Linked DNA regions of Danio rerio: region 1 is linked to region 2. The links are chromatin contacts, called in public HiChIP or PLAC-seq maps. All regions are on one chromosome and are shown on one strand. The core of a region is the stretch at or near the end of the contact, and the rest is flanking DNA. Distances in the headings are between cores, read along the strand shown. Region 1 holds the start of myo18b (myosin XVIIIB). Region 2 holds the start of grk3 (G protein-coupled receptor kinase 3).

The links. HiChIP or PLAC-seq counts read pairs in DNA pulled down with a chosen protein or histone mark.
Region 1: a contact with region 2 is called in an H3K4me3 HiChIP or PLAC-seq map of gastrula embryo, with 3 times the contacts expected there. The contact joins the promoter of myo18b here to the promoter of grk3 in region 2. A contact is called at or near these places in 2 of 4 datasets of contacts at active chromatin or transcription factors (embryo and gastrula embryo).

The regions. Positions count from the first base shown.
Region 1 is chr10:49,465,046-49,468,406 of GRCz12tu, reverse strand. It overlaps myo18b (myosin XVIIIB), which reads right to left and starts at 2,099. Exons shown (of 36, transcript XR_012386577.1): 1 at 1,960-2,099.
Region 2 is chr10:49,311,090-49,314,628 of GRCz12tu, reverse strand. grk3 (G protein-coupled receptor kinase 3) reads right to left here and starts at 2,266. Exons shown (of 21, transcript NM_001134725.1): 1 at 2,154-2,266. The coding sequence starts at 2,266.

The DNA of each region.
Region 1 (3,361 bases), core at 850-3,349, 150 kb before region 2:
AAAAGCTATAACTAATGAATAAATTAAGTAATTAACTAAAAAAACATTAATAGCTTGCTACAAAATGAATTCAAAATATGAAATTATTAACCCTGTACACAGTAAATGCTTTAAAAATGTATACAAATAATAAAAATGTATTGTTTGCTATATATATATATATATATATATATATATATATATATATATATATACAGTAAAAAGTTACATGGCATAACGTTGTTGTTTTATTTACTTTTTTGTTTTTGAAAACAATAATTTTTTTAAGTTTCTTTAAGAATGAAATTATAACTATGTCTAAAAAATGTTTTTGTTTAATATTAAAATGTTGAAATCCTAGATAAATTAATTTCTGACATTGAAAGCATGGACTGCAAAAGATTTTGGTAGGGGTTACATACAGTAGTAGCATAACAAGTACCTTGGTGTACCGTAAAAATCATTCGTAACACTTTAAGTACCAATTCTCACTATTAGTGGTTTATTATCCGTCTATTATAAAGATATTGGTTGTTTATTAATACTTATAAAGTACATTTTTTCACAATAAATTTCTACAAGACAAAATCTTGCAGACATTTTTTTTATATTTCTGCTGAGAATTTAGTTAAAAATCTGCAGAATTATGTGGAATTATTTTGGGAGTATCATAATTATAAATCTAATATATGAAATAAAAATAATACATGTTTAACTTTTCTTTAAAGTTTAAAATGCAAATCTAATTAGATCCACTTATTTGGTAAACAAAGCACGTCACTCGTATGATAGATCTCCTAAAAGGCTGAAAATAAGACTTTACACGCTGTATTGTCACTAAATCATGTGAACATTTTCATATCAGTCAATAATATTACTGAAACTATAATAAAAACCGAATTAATATAAATTGACACACACTTACACAAGTTAATAAATAGACTCAATGATGGGCTAAAAATCAGCGGATTTCAGCAGACTACAACAGCTACCTTAATAGACCTTTTTTAGAGATGTAAACAAAAACAATGGTCCCAACGTATCTCCTGTTTTACATTTTAATTTCTTTCGCGAACAAGAATCCTAAAAGATCGCTGTGATATATGCTGTTAATAGCTATTTTAACATTATGTTAAGTCTTGTCGTACTTATGAAATAGTTTGATAATAGGAACGAAATATTTATTGGCCAATGACATGACCACATAGAAATGATCTATATCTATTAATAAACAGCAATTTAGGAGTTTATTGAGGCAAACGTCATCGTTAATGGTTTGTTAAAAGCAGAGTTCACCCAAAAATTGACATTTTACTCATAATTTAATCACACTAAAATGATTCTCAGGTTTTTTTTAAGTTGAACACAAAAGAAGATATCTGAAGAATGTTGGAAACCAGTAACCATTGACATTCATAGTAAAAACAAAAATACTATTACAGTCAATTTTTCCCCAACATTCTTCAGTATATCTTTTGTGTTCAAATGAAGAAACTAGTGGAGGATGAGCTAATGATGACAGAACTTTCATCTTGAGTCTTTAACTGTGTCTTAAAATAAAGTGTGACCAAATAATGTTCTGCAAATAAATCTACCTTTACGCATGGTCACATCAAACAAAATACAGATTGATGTGTGAGATTTAAATCACATTTCCAATCACCCCAAACCTCGACATCTTGTCATCCACTCAGACATTACACAGCAAACACAAAACAAATCAGTCAGAGGCTGAAAATGATCCTGCGAGTCAGAGCTCATGTTTCAGCAGAGCCACGTTTAGTCCCTCAATCTCCCGCAGATCCAAGCGGAGGCCTTCAAATTCTGTCAAAACACTCAATATCAGGGCACCAAAACTCATGAGCTCAACAAACACCGGCCCTACAGGAGCTATTAATAAACGTGTCTCCACTAAAGAGGAACGGAGCACATTTGGGGGGTCAGTAAAACGACAAACACACGTCTGCTGAACACACATACCTTCCGATGGCTTCCTTTATGAATGGAAAATACATCCAATGAGAGAAAGTGTGTGTGTCAAACTCCGGAGAATAGATAGTTGGAGGCCAAAAAGTAAAGCTCAGAGTCTCACTGTCACTGCGAGGGTGAAGCTGCAATCTGAAATAGAGTGGCATGAACACACACACACACACACACACACACGGAGATAAGCATGGCAGCTGAGTTAACACAAGTCTCCGCTATAAATAACCCTCAGTCAGAGGAGGTGGGCCGCAATACCCTGTTTGGGAAACACTTGAGTGCTGTAAACGAGGGCAAACTGGACGGACACACCGGAGACCAGATTGATGATTTCAAAACACGGTACATTCATACGGGCGCGATAGATTTAACGTTACTCACCCATGCGTTTTTCCAAAGACACACGACTTTTAGTTTGGTACAACAAGGAGATATTTTGAATAACTTAACCGTGACGATTCAAGATGTTCGTGAGGAGAATACAACATGATTTAATTTAGTATTTATTAACCATAGATATATATACATTAGATGTCGCCTGGCCTATTGTTGTCTATAGGACGGAATGCGTCAGTAGCGCCGCCATCTTGGTACAGGGTAGCGCTCCTTTGAAATGAATGCAGGACCAAGGTACAGTGGACTGTGGCCATGCAAAGCCAGAGATATACACATATACACATATATCTATGATCGGGAGTTTCCTGGATGTTAGTATGCAATTTTCTTTTCTAATTACGAAAATTATAATTTTACATCACTTTTTTACATTGATGGATCAGTGACCGCACGGGCATTCCTGACAAAAAGCTTGTGTTTGTGTGTACAGAAATGTACTATCCACATATATATCTATGTTTATTAACAAACAACGAGCGTTAAACGTCGAGTAACGAACTATTCAACGATTCCCGGGCAACATCAGAGGACGATCCTCATTGGTTGTTGTAAAGGATCAAGAATGCAGCGTGACATGCAACAAGGAAACTCATTGGTTGTCAAGTATGATCATGGACTGTGTGAACATCTATAAACTATCCATTTTGGTTTTCGACAATAGTGATTTTATATAGACCATTTTGAGGGATGTAAACGAAAACAGTGGTCCCAACCTTCCTGTTTTACATTTTCAACCTCGAAAATCCAAAAAGAGACACATATTGATAAATAATGTTATGATAGCTGTTTTAACATTAAGTTGAATCTCTTCCCTGCTGAAAAAAAACAGCTTAAACCAGCCTAGGCTGGTTTGCTGGTTTTAGCTGGTCGACCAGGCTGGTTTTAGAGGGGTTTTGGCCATTTCCAGGCTTGTTTTCCAGCTATTTGCAGCCTGGTCTTTGCTGGTCAGACTGGGAGATGAACAGCTAAAACCAGCTTGACCAACCTAGCCAGGCTGAGAGCC
Region 2 (3,539 bases), core at 1,017-3,516:
AGTGACAGGCTTCAGCCACTGTTCAAACTTGTCTTTCTCCAACCAGAAGTACACAAACTTACATTTTCCCATTTGCCCGTGTGTTTCACTCTATGGTTTTACTACATGTGGAAAGCATCACATCACCTTCATGCGTTTGTCACAATTTACATGACATCACCTGGACGGAGGAGCTTGGCCGGGGCGGCCCGACCCAAACAAATCGCGAAAAAATTTGACTCCCAAAAATTTGGAGTCAAACACTTTGGACAAAGCTTAAACAAAATTTAAAACCTCGTAAAAACACAATTAAGACTTTTTAATACCTTTTAAGAGCCTTAATTTTCTCGTAATTGATTAATCAAGTTTTGATACTTTTTAAGATCACGTGGACACCATGTTTTAACCTGGAATCTTCCATGAAGTTCTACATAAGGTGAGAAATATGATCACATATGAATAAGTAGTAGAGTTCTAGACGTAAACTTTAAAATGTAAAAAAGAAATAGTGTTTTTTTTTATATATATATATTAATTGGTTGAATTTACAGGAACAGTACTATCTAGTGATATATATTTTTATCAGGACATGAGGTGACTTGCATTGCGATATGAGATTTGTGTCTCATCGCCAGGCCCACGTGGAAACTGCGCGTGCAGAAATCCGCAGATTTCCAGCTCATCATTGAGTCTCTTTATTTACTTGTGTAAATGTACGTACATTTATATTAATTCAGTTTTTATTTTCAGTAAAATATTTGACTAATATGAAAATTATTAAATTAAATTATAAATTAATAAAATTTATAATATAGTTTGTAAGTAATATTTTCTGTCTTTTAGTAGAGATATTATATAAAAGACTTGCTTTGTTTACCAACTAAGTGAATCTAATTGGATTTGCATTGTAAACATTTAATAAAAGTTAAAAAGGTATGTATTAATATATAACATTTTTAGTTACGATACTCCCAAATGTTTGCAGACATTTTTTTTTACAAAATTCTGTGCAAAAATAGCAAAGTCCGCAGATTTTGTGTGGCCCTGCTCATCACCCAGCTCTAATTTTAATCTGGTTATCTACAAAATTGGTAATACGCTTTCTTGATCAATGTTATCCTTAAACTGATGTGTGATTTGAATGCAATAGAAACCAATATATTGAATGTATCCATGTGCAAATAAACACTGTGCAAAGAAACAGGTAAATGCATAAACCAAAAATGAGATATAAAGAGCATACTACACACATTCACCATGTCATACTACAGTACAATAGACACAATGTCTTCTTAGACGTTTCCAAGGTCTCACCATTCAAAACAGCCATACAAAACACCAACAAAAGGAATTTGTATGCCTTAATGAGTATGCAACACCAAATGTGAAGCCAATATCAGAATTTCGACCCGTTTACAGTGAATATCACTGCAAATCTACAGGTGATAAGAGCCATTGATTCACATGGGGGAATTTTCCCAGCAGGCCTCACTCAGTAACTGCTGAATAACCTCAAAAACATTAAACACAGCACTAATTGTGTCACATTGGCTTTCTAAGTTAACGAACAACCAATAATCAGGATTTTGCAGATGCTTAGAATAAAGTGCTGTAGAGGTGCTATGGGATAGTACTAGGCAGTAGTTTAAAGAGATCGTTCACTCAAAAATGAAAATGTACTCACTGTTAATGCACTCTCATTATGAGATTCTTCTGTTGAATACAAAATAAGCTGCTTTAAAGAGAGCTGAAAACCTGAAACCATTATCCAAATACTGTGGAGGTCAGTGGTTAAAGGTTTCCAACATTCTCCAAAATATCTTCCTTAGTGTTCAGCAAAAAAAAAAAAAGAAAAGGGTGTGTAAATCATGTCAGAATTTTCATTTTTTGGTGAACTAGCTCTTTATTACTGAACAAGACATGTAACATTCACTGTTATAATAACCCAATATGGTGTTTACCTCCAAACATAATGGCACTTTTATGAAGAGAAAGAAAGCAAACAGTGTGAGAATGAGAAGCCATTGCTTAAGATGGTACAGAATTTCAAGCGAAAAGATAAAATTGCACAGTTCACATCAGATAAGGCAAACATTCAGATGAATTAGTAGCCGATTGTGTTGACATGTCAACAAAACATGTCGGAAATCATCAACGGGGTCGTTTTTGCTCACCTGGGTTCGGGGAGGATGATTTTCTTGCTCGCGCGGGCCGCTGGAGTCGATTTGCTCTTCTCCATCGCCATCAGGTAACTGACGTCGGCGAGAACTGCTTCGAGGTCCGCCATCTTCGCCCTCTGGGTCGAACCGAGTCGCTAACGGTACCGGAGGCGGCCGTGCGGGAGCGCGAGGGCCGGTGATGGTGCGCGCGCGGGCGGACTCAGCACGAGACAAGCGCGGGAGCCGATCTGATGATGAAGAAGATGATGATGTTGATGCGCGAGAGAGGCGCGAACATCTATTCCAGCCTCGGGGTTTTAATAGTCGTGTTTTTCCCCTTCTGAAGTCTCTCAGAAATCAACCATAATGAGACAAAAATCCACAGAATAAATGTACGGCGTGCTTGTGTATGAAGCAGATCCAGTGGAGTTGCAGAAATGGCTTCTGTTTTCACTGAGGAGGAAGAAGAACATACGTGCGTGGCATCACCTCCAAAATAATAACACTTCTTCTAGATGGTGATGATATCGATTAAGCGATGGAAGCCTGCAGAAGCCCCCCATCCAGCACCCACCCCCTTTGGGTGAGTTCACCGAGAACGACCCACCTGCCACCGGTAGAAACACCGTCAAAAAATGACGTTAAATCGAGCTATACTGATGGCGGGTGAATAACGAACTGACCACTAAATCAAGATAGCCAAAACGACCGTTAAAACCGACAACTGACGCTATGTCAACGAGCGGGGTATCCTTGTGGTTTAAAAATAAAGCAAAAAACGGACGGTTGACGTTAGTATGCGCTAACGTTCAATCACATTTAGCACACTTATAATAAGGGTTTCATACACATATAGCATCCTCCTCTTCTTAAAGATGGTGGAAATCTGCGTGGAGAAACATAAATAACGGCTGTCGATGCGACGCGGTTTGCATCCAAATCCGCGAAAATTGAAGATCTGAGCGTCAAACCCTGCAGATCTCACAAACAAATCCCCATTTTAGATGCTCGAGATCCGCCTGTCACTCCTGTTTGCTGATCTCCTTGATCTCACAAGCCAATTAAACGGGAGAAATTAAACTGCGCTGTTTTATTTTTAAAGTGACAAGTCTGTTGCATTGTGCCGTGCGAAGCACAGCAGTTCCTCTCGGTAACAAAAATGGATTTGCTTGCTCGACACTTTATTTATATAATACGAGGTGTGCTGTGAGATACTGCTCTACTGTAACCTTACAGATGAGAGGGGGGGCGCTAGAAAAGGAAATAAGCAAATGTGAACGACAGCAATCCGAGTTTCCTTTTTCTAAAAACAAAAAAATAATAATAATCGAGTGGTGTCACAAAACGTGGTCCGATGAAACCCTCGAGACAAGTAAACACTGAAAAAACGCTCTACTGTGG